4 separate regions of the Mus musculus genome follow, and all the other regions are linked to region 1. Evidence: chromatin contacts called from public ChIA-PET, HiChIP or PLAC-seq and Micro-C data. All regions are on one chromosome and are shown on one strand. The core of a region is the stretch at or near the end of the contact, and the rest is flanking DNA. Distances in the headings are between cores, read along the strand shown.

Region 1 (2,570 bases), core at 31-2,530:
ATTCTCTAATGAGGGGGAACTTTTGCTAACTTCTGAAGGTGTCAGCCTCCCTGAAGGTCATTAATCTAAGAAATTGCTCTCAGGGAATTTTTAAGGATAATTACTGGAACCCACAGACATGAACAGCATGGGAGGGTGGGTGTGGACCCTTTGACTTCTGGGCTGTAGCTTTTCATTAAAAGAATTTTTTTTTTTGGAGTAGAAATGTTTGAAAAGCATTATCACGCTCATATTTACAGTATAGAAAGACCACAGAAAGTCCTACAACCTTCCCTAGGAAGGTTATAAAGGGCACGGATACATGGAAATTGACTTTTTGTTTTTTTAAAGCAATGTCTGTTTGGATGCATGGGTAGAGCACGGATGTTCATTTCCACCCCCTCCCCCTGTTCCCTTCTACCTTATTGCCTACTCAGTTCCCAGAAATCCTTAATTTGCTTTGTGCAGGACTTAAACTCTATCAGATGTCTTCTCCATATGAATTTATGCTGCAACCACTCTGTCCAAGTGACAAGATTAAGTGACAAGACATTTGCTCGACAGTGCTTCTCAGAGTGCAGACAATGACTTGATTAAGGAGTGCGTTATGTATGCTTTGGATGTGACTGTGCCCCCAGGCCCGGGCATCTGAACACCCGTTCCCAGCTGGTGGTCCTGTGGGGGGAGATACGGAGCCTTCAGGAGACGAAGCTTCTCTGGAGGAAGTGGGTTGCTTTTGGGGCGGACCTCGAGGTTTGTGACCTGACCCCACTTCCTGCCTGCTGGTGTGTGGAGAGGTGAAGACTCTCAGCCGTACCCTCTGCTCCCCCAGCAGTGAATTCCTCGCCTTTCCCTCTGTACCCTTTCAAACCATGAGCCCCAAAGAGCCATTCCTCCTTTTAAGTAGCCTGTTTGCCAGAGTGATAAGAACTGGTCCAGAAGACATTCAGGAACAGCTAAAGCATTTTAAAGAGAATACAGGCTGCAGGAGGCTCTGTACAACTAAGAATCAGATTCCGGACACGCTCTGTGTTGGCTCTCACTCTACAGACACAACGAGTGTATTGTTAGCAGCCCTGCAGCTGCTTTGTCAGGTACCTGGGCTGGGACAGAACAGTGGGCTTGAAGGCACTGACTCCGCAATCAAAGTGAGGGAAGAGGTCCCGAGGTCTGAGGAACACCCAAGGGACAAGAGAGAGGATGGACATCTCTTTGGCAGCTTGGTGTCTACTCTGCACACTGAAACCATCCCAGGTCTGACTCAACAAAGTACCAGCACGGAGTCATCCGACCACTTCCTGGGTTTTCCCCCTCAAAGCTTTCACACCCAGCGTTGGCCTGCACTCCACCCTGCCAGAGGATGAGCTCAGCAGGCTGCGCAGGCGCGAAGGCCTGACAGACTGCTATGTAATGGTCCCCGGGGGCACCGGGCTTCCATCCCTGGAGGCAGGAGATGGAAGAGGGTTTGAACAACAGCAATTAGCTGGGGATTTTCTCCGTGTCTTGGTGAGAAACATCTGACCTCGAAACAAGTCTTTCTTTGGTGAAGAAGGGCGGTGTGTGCCTTACAGGAAACTCAAACATGACTTCAGAACATTACACACTGGATTAGGCAGAAGGGCACATGTGTGGCACCAGGGGGTGGGGTGGGGGGAGCTCGCCTCTGATTTTTAGAGCAGAAATACAACCGGAGCTTGAGTGAGGTTGTCAGCGGGGAAGCTTAGGCATGCTCCAGTCTGAGGGTCTTAGGCACTCACCGTTGGCAGATCACCGCGCCAGCCCTTCCTCCCCACCCCTTATTTCCTTCTTCTGCCAGCTTGCGCTCTCTGTTCTTCCCTATTTAAATATTTCTTCCTACTCAGAGCCCTGTAAGCACTTCATCACCAAAGTCTTTGATCTAGGAACAATAGCAGCCGTTTGAACAGCAGAAGAGAAACACTTGTTACATAATTTTACTTTCTCTCCAGACTTTGAACATATATCACCAAGTCAGGAAAACCTAGAGTGAAAGTTTCCAGGGCCGACCACACTCCAACCACACCCCGCCCAAGGCCCGACCACACCCTGATCAAGGCCCACCACGACTGACCACGCCCCAAACACGCCCCAACCTCCCCTGGCCTGCCTGCCTTTACATAGTGTTTTTATTTCTCACTCAGTTTGGTCACACTTTTCTGAGGCTAATTATGCACCGGCCTTGCAATCTTTACAAGATTTGCACATGACAAATTCTGATTTGCTTGTTACGCAGGGAAGGCAATCTTCAAGATGAAGCTTCATAAATAACCAAAAGGAAGACTTTTACACTCAACAGTAAAGCTAATTTATACTCACGAAAATTTTTTTTCTCCCACCATGCATTATACAGTGTCAGGCATAATATTTTAATCCCTACACTTTAGCACACATTTCAGCCTTCCTGGCTTTGATTGACCTATGGCGTCTCACTGCATCTTCATGGATTGTGGGACACAGAGGGCGGCAGCATATTATGGGCTGGAATGTGTTATTTTTCCACCTCTAAGTCTCCCTCACTTTCTTACATGGACACACACACACACACACACACACACACACACACACATACACAG
Region 2 (2,570 bases), core at 21-2,520, 230 kb after region 1:
TTTGCGGTTCACCAATCCGGAGATCACAAATGCTCCCTTACACCTGGCAGGCTCACACCTTTTTCAAATAAGATGCTATCATGGGAGCCTTGTGGGTTTATAAAGCCACAAGTTTATTAGGTAGATAAAATCTCTAAGCGTTTAGAAGTTTAAAACCAGGCTGTCAAACTGAATTTCAGTTATAATGGCAATTTCCAAAGTAAATATGACACAGTGACTTCTAAGGCTCCTCACTGTCTCCTTGGTGGTGGTGAATTCTGAACCTCGGCTGCAGCCCTTCCTGTCTGTGTGTGTTTAAATCCAGCCACGCGCTGTCAATGGTGAGTGTGGTGTCTTAGAGTGGAGACCTAGCCAGACACTTCTGGTTTGTAACCTACTTCCATGTTTCTGTGGATAAAAGACAGGCATACATTTTCAAAGGAAAAGAAACACAGCTTTATCATCATCACCACGACCACCACCACCATCATCATCATCTTATTATTATTATTTTATTGAAACAGCCTTGTCCCATAGACTAGGCTGATCTGGAGCTTACAATGTGGCCCAGGGTGGCCCTAAACTTGGTCCCTGAGTGCTTGTATCATAGATGTGAGCCACCATACCTGGCTCAAATATGGCTTTAAATAGACAATGCTGTGGTAAGATTGGAAAGCAAAAAAATTGGGAAGGAATTTCAAACAAAATTTAAACACATTTTAAAACAGACCCCCATGATTGATTGATTTATTATGTATTTTCATTATATTCATAAGTTTATGTGCACCATGCATGTGCAGCAACCTCTCTGTAGAGCGGGCCAAAGAGAACATCAGATTCCCTAAAACTAGAATTACAAGCCGTTGTTACCTGCCATGAGGGTGCTGGCGACCAAAGCCGAGTCTTCTCCAAGAGGAGCAAATTCTTCTCCTGCTGAGTGTGTCTCTCGCCCTTAATTATAGAGAGCTTACAGCTATCTTTGTTCTAATGTGTGCTCTGTGTGTGTGTGTGTGAATGCACATGTCAGTGTATGTGTATGGGCATGCACATGTCAGAATGTACTTACAGAGTTAGAGGAAGTTTGCACATGTCAGTCACCTCCTTCGATCACACAGGCCCTGGAAAGTGAGCTTGTGTTGTCCAGTTTGGCAACAATCGCCTCTCCCTGCAGAAGCCCCTGACCAGCCAACTGCCTGCCATGCCTGTGCTGGCTTCACAGCACACAGCATCACACGTGCTGCTTGTCTTCTTAGCACGGGCTCTGGGGAAGAGACTCTGAACCTCTGCTTACAAAATGAGCTCCTTACTCACTGAGCCCCTCCCCAGCCCCTGCTGACGTCATACCCCAGCCCCTATGAGGTCATACTCCAGCCCCTATGACATTATAGTAGCACAAGGCACCCAAGCCAAATCAAGTTAGTGCTGCAGAAAAGGAGACGAGAGCTTGTGGTGTAACCCCAGTCAAGCACAGTTGCTGGCATGACAATATGAACGTGTCACCCACCAAGAGGAGCCATTCTTTCCCGATGCCAGTTGACTCATGCCTATTGCTGTTCTATCAGGGGTGGAATATCATGACTCACGGCTTCATAGCCACCGGTGGAAACCCACCTCACACCAAACCATTTTCTTCCCAGCTCTCTTGAGTAAGATAGACATGGGCTGGTATGTTTCATATCTTATATTGTGGGTTCTATCTTTTCACGTTGGCGGCTATGGTGGCAAAATCCAAAATTAGTGTATTTGATGAAAAAACCCTCTGGGCCATTTTTTATGGCCTTACAGATCGGCTTGGGGCATGTCAGCCATGTAACCAATTGTTCTCTAAAAAGGTAATATTTCCCCTTTTCTTTCTGTAGTTGTCTGGTCACTTAGTAGAGGACACTAAATATAAGAGTGAGGGTTTGGGCTAGCTGCATTTTACCAGGTAGATGCCAGACTTCCAGAATGTGTGTGGAGGAAACTCCCCCAGAAGAACTTTCAGCTGCTGCTGTCTCGCTTTTGCCAGTGAGGACTCACCCTTACATCCATTAATGTTCCTGGCTTGTCACACACCTCACAAGGATGGGAAGTCACCTCAGAGGCAGCACCGGAGTGGAGGAGAACTCACAAATGACAGTTCTAATATTAGACAGATTGTCCCTCAGAGTGCAAAGGTAGTCTTACAGGGTCCAGGAAGGTTTATAGCCCAAGTAAAAGCAATTCTGAGAAGATGGCAGTTTGAACACCACCCCCTTAGCTGGGTCTGCCCTACACTTGCCCATTTGTTAGGCCCACAGTGTCAGAAGTTGACTATCTCTCTGTGGCTGGCTGGTGGTCAGATTCCCTGTCATTCTGCTGATGGGTTGGGGGAAGCTTCCTTTGTTACTTATAGTGTAAGCTTTCGGGAAGCCACCGGATGTGGCGGCGGATACCAGTGTCGTCCACTGGACATGCTTTCTGCAGAGAGGGTTAGTTACCATGGAGATGACCTGGCTGGTAAGAGGACCAGCCTTTAGGATGGACCTCAGATTTTCCTTTTCCTTTCCATCTAATTTAATTTGACTGCAAAATGTCACTTCTGTTGCATTGATTAAGCTTCTTTGCTGCCA
Region 3 (2,570 bases), core at 24-2,523, 210 kb after region 1:
AGAAGAAGAAGCAAAACTCATTGACTCCAATTTGGACTTCTGGGTGTGGGCTGCCCACTCCAATGTAGGTATGGGATGCCTCCCCTCAGGTTGTTGGTCAAAGGTGTCCCCAGATATAGGCTATTGCTGATGCTCTTGGTTAGCCACCAGAAGGTAATATGAGACCCTGATGCTGAAGACACCATAGACATAGGTCACATTAGGTAAGGCCTTGAGTTCTTACAGACCAAGGAGTTTCGTCCCTACTGGCTCGTTCTCAGAGTACTGAAAGGCAGCATGCAGTCTACTGGTAGGAACATACCATTGCAGCACACCTACCCGTGAGCTGCAATAATAACGGCGTCTCAGTATACGTTCATGGACTCGGTGGTGGCTGGAGTGAGTGTCGTGGGGGCGAAGAGCAGCTTTCCACAGTTTGCCAGTTGGTGAGACAAGACTTTCCCTTTGGATTTCTTTCTGTATGATTTGGAAAGCTACAATATTTTAAAGCAATTCATGGGCTTTCCCTACTGCTAGGATGCTGGTTGCTAGCATGGCTATTATTTTTTTAAGTGAGCGCTTTTCATCTAGTGAAATTAAAAGTTTGTTTAATGTTTTTATCTGGGTGATATATAGGCAGCTAGGTTTGTTTTTTCATTTTAAATGAAACATGTGCTTTATTATTTACTTCCTTCCTGTTCTTTTAAAAATACTCTATATTATATGATAGCTATGTATGTGGGAGGCATGTCATGGTGCGCGTGTGGAGGCCAAAGGACCACTTGCCGGAGTCAGTTCTCTCCTTCCACGTGTGGGATCCTGTGGATCAAACTCATCCATCTCATCTGCTGAGCTGTCTTTCAACCCCCATTCCTTTTATTTTTCATATTAAAACATGCTGTAAGTTGATCTTTTAGTCAGCATACACACAATGGGTTTCATGATGGCATTTGCATATACATGAGTCACAACCCTCCCATTTCTCCTCTGCCCACTTCCTCTCATCCCTCAGATCGTTCCCACTTCTGCTTTCATACCAGCTATCTTCAAGTCACACACCCCTCTCATTTGTTTAAACATTTCTGGATGATGAGATGGATACATTCGATACGCTGATTTTAGATATTAGCAAGCTTTTGGGTCAATGATACTGAAAGCCATGACATTAAAGCCAAAGAAATCTGGTGACATGGATTAGATTGACAGTAGAAATGGAAACTTCGAGGATCTTGCCAGAGCGTTGTGCCTTTGGCTGTGATACATCCCCACTTACTGGGTGAGCCCCTTGCTGGAAGATGACGGTTACATTTGAAGAGCTTGCCAGGTTGGAGTGAGTTAGCAATGAGTAACTGACAGCATCAGAGTTCAAATTCATCTCATTGGGATGGCTTGACAGGCCACTGCTGTTAAGGTCAACAGAAAGTCTCTCTCTAGAAAGAAAAATTAGCAAACACATGTTTATTAGGGAAGGGTCTCTGAGGCTCCAGAAGAGTCAGCATGAGCGAATACCACTGAATTATGAACTCTGTTGGAGGGGTCCCCAGATTTACCTACACCAGTAGTGTATGCAAGATGCCTTATTTCTAACTAGTGCTGTGTTGTGCCTTAAAGGAATTACAGGGACTAGCAAGCAAAATGGCTTGAGGAAGATACAGGAACAGAGGGGCTCCAAGGTCAAGATGGCTCTTGGAGGCAAGAGATCTGCTCACATCAGTAGACTAGAGTTTCTCCCATGTGCTCATGGTAGGGGCCATGTGGGCTCAGTCTAAAGCAGTGATTCTCAACCTTCCTAATGCTGTGACCCTTTAACACAGTTCCCCACATTGTGGTGACCTCCCAATTGTAAAATTATTTTGTTGCTCCTTCATAACTGTAATTTTGCTACTGTTGTGAATTGTAATATAAATAAATATCTGGTATGCAAGATATCTGATATGGGACTCCAGTGAAGGGTCATTTAGCCCTCAAAGGGTCATGGCCCACAGGTTGAGAAACACTGGTCTAAGAAAGGCTTTCTATTGTAACTGCTAAGACTAGTGTGGTCGGTTGCTGGAAACAGCTATTTTCCAAATGCATCCACTGGTGTTAAATCAATGACTCGATTTGTTGGTGACTCACATCTGATAGTGCTTAGCCAGGCTACTGAGTCTGCACAGGGGTGGGGGGTCTTGAGTTTTGCATTATCTGATGAAAGGTATACGGGCTACCAGTTAACCTATTAAAATACTGTATTTCAAAACATAATTATGGTGAGGCATGGTGGTGCATGCTTGCAGTCCCAGAACTTAGAGGTGGAGGCAGAAGAATCAGATGTTCAAGTCCAGCTTCAACTAAATAATAACACAGTGACCAGGCTGGGCTATAGGAGACTTTGTTTCAAACAACAAGCAATGGCAAGAACCTATAATCAAAAAACCTGCATGTCTCATGAGGCATCTAGTGCCTTCGTGTGGATGTGATGTAGTGGTTACGTCAGAGGGTAGCAGAGAGCCGAGCATGGCGACACATCTGAATGCTAGCGGCCGAAAAGGCCCTCTTGCTGTTGGTAGACAGAAAAAGGGAGCTACACGCTTCAAGTTTGAAGCGAGGGT
Region 4 (2,570 bases), core at 34-2,533, 200 kb before region 1:
ACCCTTATTTTTTGTATTTCTATGTACAATGTATACTATCTCCCAAAGAATTACAATCAATTTCATAACTTTATTTTGACAGAACTTGCTACGGGCAACCCTGGAAGCCCATGATGGAGATACGGTTTTTATGAGCAAGTACTTATTTTAGTATTTATCTTACACAAATTTTTGTTCCAGTGAAGGCAGTTCTAACACAGATGGAGGAGAATAATTAAACGTCTAAGACCATCTGTGTTAAGTTCTTCCACAAACAAAGAGCACTGTGTGGTTAATAATGTGGGCCGAGAAGTCAACAGGAAGGACCCAAGCCCGTGAGGACCCATGTCTCTTCTGCCCAGCTATTGTCTGTTGTCATATTTATTCACCAATCACAATTAACTGGGGGAAGGGTGCAGCTAGCATCTACATGGGGACTCTCTGTCTCTGGATAACCAGTTTTGGGGGCTCAAATTAGCATCAGAATATAAGCAGCATCAGGCCAACCCACCAACAGATGGGTTACAGGTGTGTGTAACCACGCCTGACTTACATGGTATTAGCGGGTGAACCTGGGTACTTTGTGTATCCTAGGCAACAGAACACCATCCTGAGTTTGGACAACATTTTTAAATTCTATGTACTTTGCATGTATAAGCTTGTGCACATGTGTGCAGGTTCACATGAGCCACACTGTGCATGTGTAGGTCAATGGAAAACTTGTGAGCTGGTTTCTCTCCTTCAGCTATCTGGGTTCCAAGATGATCTCAGGCTATTAGGGCTGGTGGCAGGAACCTTTAGTCTCTGAGACATCTCACTGGCCTGAAACATGCATTTATGATGAATGAGGTACCAATACATCAGATTCTAAAAATAATCCATATAACCTTTGCCATCCTGTCAAGCTGTCACAGGGCAGGATGCGGGCTGAAGTCCTACCAACTCAGTAGAAGGAGCACACAGGCTCCTGCAAACTGTCCTCTGATCTCCATGTGTGCATGCTTGCACACACATACAGCACTGATAACTAAATGTAATAAAAATTTTAAAATAACTATCAGTTGACTTGTAGACATGTGTACTGACATATCTGAGTGAAATGTCCTATTGAGAATTAGCCCCAAAGGGGGGGGGGGAGAAACAGGGAAGAGTTAGAAATGAGACATACAAATATAAGGTTATAAAAATTATATTACATTGTATTTATTTGGTTGTGTGTTTGAGAGAGCGTGTACGCACTTCATCGGGTAGGTGGAGCTCAGAAGAATTTTGGGAACTGGCTCTCTCTTCCACCATGTGGGAGCTAACATGAGTGTTAAGCCTTGGACACTGGGCCTCTGTGTGTGCGTGTTGAACCACCTATCTCCCTGGCTCCATGGTGTAAAGGTTCGGTATGCTACCCACTTTACTTTTGTATGTCTTAACAAACATCTCCACAGTTAAAAAAACAAAACAAAACCCAAAGCCACATTGACAGAAGCGGCCACGGAAACGTGTATAGCAAACCACCCAGAACAGTGAGGGCCACCGCTTGGTTTTGCTTCCTGGGCTCCCCAGGACGGTGTCATTCTTACAATGGACAGGAAGTGTTTAGGTGCTAAAAATAACCCGTGGAAAGTTATAAAGAACAACCTCCCCCACCCCCACCCCCAAAAAAAGACAGAAGTGAAAAGCTAAAATTAAAAGTCTTTAAGCTAAATTCGGCAATCAGTTTCATACGCTTAAACTGTTTGTTCCTGAGCCCAGTCCTAGGGAGTGAAAGTCAGACAGTGGCTAAGTAGGTCCCCGAAATAAAGAAACAGCCATGACCCAAGCAGCTAGACTTCTTTTCAGATTAGGTTGTGCCCACTGTTGGGGGTGGGTCTGATGCTGTTATATATTCAAATGCTAAATTCTGTATCCCAAGATATGGTTGTCCCAAGAGGGGCAAATTCCCAGCCTTCGTTGTGCAAACCCTACTCCCCAATTTAAAACCGTTGGTTAAATAAAAATGTCTACAACCAATTACTGGGGAGAATAGAGAGAGGTGGAGTTTCGAGTTTCCAGGTGGAGGGGTTTGAAGGTAGGGACCATGAGGGGGAGGGGGAGGGAGCTGAGGAGGAAGAAAAGACAGAGAGAACAGTAGCTCTCCACTAGCCATGATGGACGGAGTGAAATGCCTCCCCAGAACAGCAGCCTGCTGGAGGAAAATAACTCAGAAAGATTCAAACAGCTTGGGGTCCACAGCTGGGGAAGCACCCAGTCTAGGGTTAGAGGATTAGATTAGGGGTAATCCCCCAGTAATTGCGCAGAGCCTGATAAATAAATCATCATTTTCAATTGGAGCTAGATGATGCTAAGCATAATTCTTTTATTTTACAGCCCGCCATGAGGGACATTGACAGACAGACAGACACATACAAACGATTCCACTTCTGCAAGGCCACACCATGTGCCATGCCACTCAGTTTTTGCTTCTGAGCACCTATTTTTTTTTTAAAGACTTATTTATTTATTATTATATGTAAGTACACTGTAGCTGTCTTCAGACGCACCAGAAGAGGGCATCAGATCTCATCATGGGCGGTTGTGTGCCACCATGTGGTTGCTGG

The links. A called contact is a pair of places that touch in the nucleus more often than the background predicts. ChIA-PET counts read pairs in DNA pulled down with a chosen protein or histone mark. HiChIP or PLAC-seq counts read pairs in DNA pulled down with a chosen protein or histone mark.
Region 2: a contact with region 1 is called in a BATF HiChIP or PLAC-seq map of CD8 T cells, with 30 read pairs. The contact joins the promoter of Sox5os3 here to the enhancer-like site in region 1. A contact is called at or near these places in 2 of 15 datasets of contacts at CTCF or cohesin (CD8 T cells and large pre-B cells), 15 of 484 Hi-C or Micro-C datasets (B cells, CD4 T cells, CD8 T cells and 8 more), 6 of 115 datasets of contacts at active chromatin or transcription factors (CD8 T cells, DN3 thymocytes, effector CD8 T cells and 2 more) and 2 of 9 other capture datasets (bone marrow-derived macrophages and embryonic stem cells).
Region 3: a Micro-C map of B cells shows a contact between it and region 1, with 2.3 times the contacts expected there. The contact joins two enhancer-like sites. A contact is called at or near these places in 1 of 15 datasets of contacts at CTCF or cohesin (CD8 T cells), 8 of 484 Hi-C or Micro-C datasets (B cells, the CH12 cell line, Th1 cells and 3 more), 1 of 115 datasets of contacts at active chromatin or transcription factors (CD8 T cells) and 2 of 9 other capture datasets (bone marrow-derived macrophages and embryonic stem cells).
Region 4: a contact with region 1 is called in an RNA polymerase II ChIA-PET map of effector CD8 T cells, with 16 read pairs. The contact joins two enhancer-like sites. A contact is called at or near these places in 2 of 484 Hi-C or Micro-C datasets (Th1 cells and natural killer cells), 1 of 115 datasets of contacts at active chromatin or transcription factors (effector CD8 T cells) and 1 of 9 other capture datasets (adipose tissue).

Annotation. Positions count from the first base shown.
Region 1 is chr6:144,901,516-144,904,085 of GRCm38.p6, reverse strand. No RefSeq gene overlaps it. Among named protein-coding and RNA genes, the nearest start is that of Gm32124, 5.0 kb to the right of the region's middle. Within about 2 kb of position 1,280, at least 178 of the 459 cell types and tissues checked have an H3K27ac peak or open chromatin away from gene starts, as enhancers often do. A contact at or near this core is called in B cells, CD8 T cells, the CH12 cell line and 11 more, where this site is marked.
Region 2 is chr6:144,671,568-144,674,137 of GRCm38.p6, reverse strand. It overlaps Sox5os3 (SRY (sex determining region Y)-box 5, opposite strand 3), which reads right to left and starts at 1,270. Exons shown (of 3, transcript NR_040519.1): 1 at 1,046-1,270. It also overlaps a transcript of Sox5 not described here.
Region 3 is chr6:144,692,099-144,694,668 of GRCm38.p6, reverse strand. Sox5os3 (SRY (sex determining region Y)-box 5, opposite strand 3) reads right to left here. Exons shown (of 3, transcript NR_040519.1): 3 at 837-1,409. It also overlaps a transcript of Sox5 not described here. Among named protein-coding and RNA genes, the nearest start is that of Sox5os3, 21 kb to the right of the region's middle. Within about 2 kb of position 1,273, at least 47 of the 459 cell types and tissues checked have an H3K27ac peak or open chromatin away from gene starts, as enhancers often do. A contact at or near this core is called in B cells, the CH12 cell line and bone marrow-derived macrophages, where this site is marked.
Region 4 is chr6:145,100,119-145,102,688 of GRCm38.p6, reverse strand. No RefSeq gene overlaps it. Among named protein-coding and RNA genes, the nearest start is that of Lrmp, 20 kb to the left of the region's middle. Within about 2 kb of position 1,283, at least 64 of the 459 cell types and tissues checked have an H3K27ac peak or open chromatin away from gene starts, as enhancers often do. A contact at or near this core is called in Th1 cells and effector CD8 T cells, where this site is marked.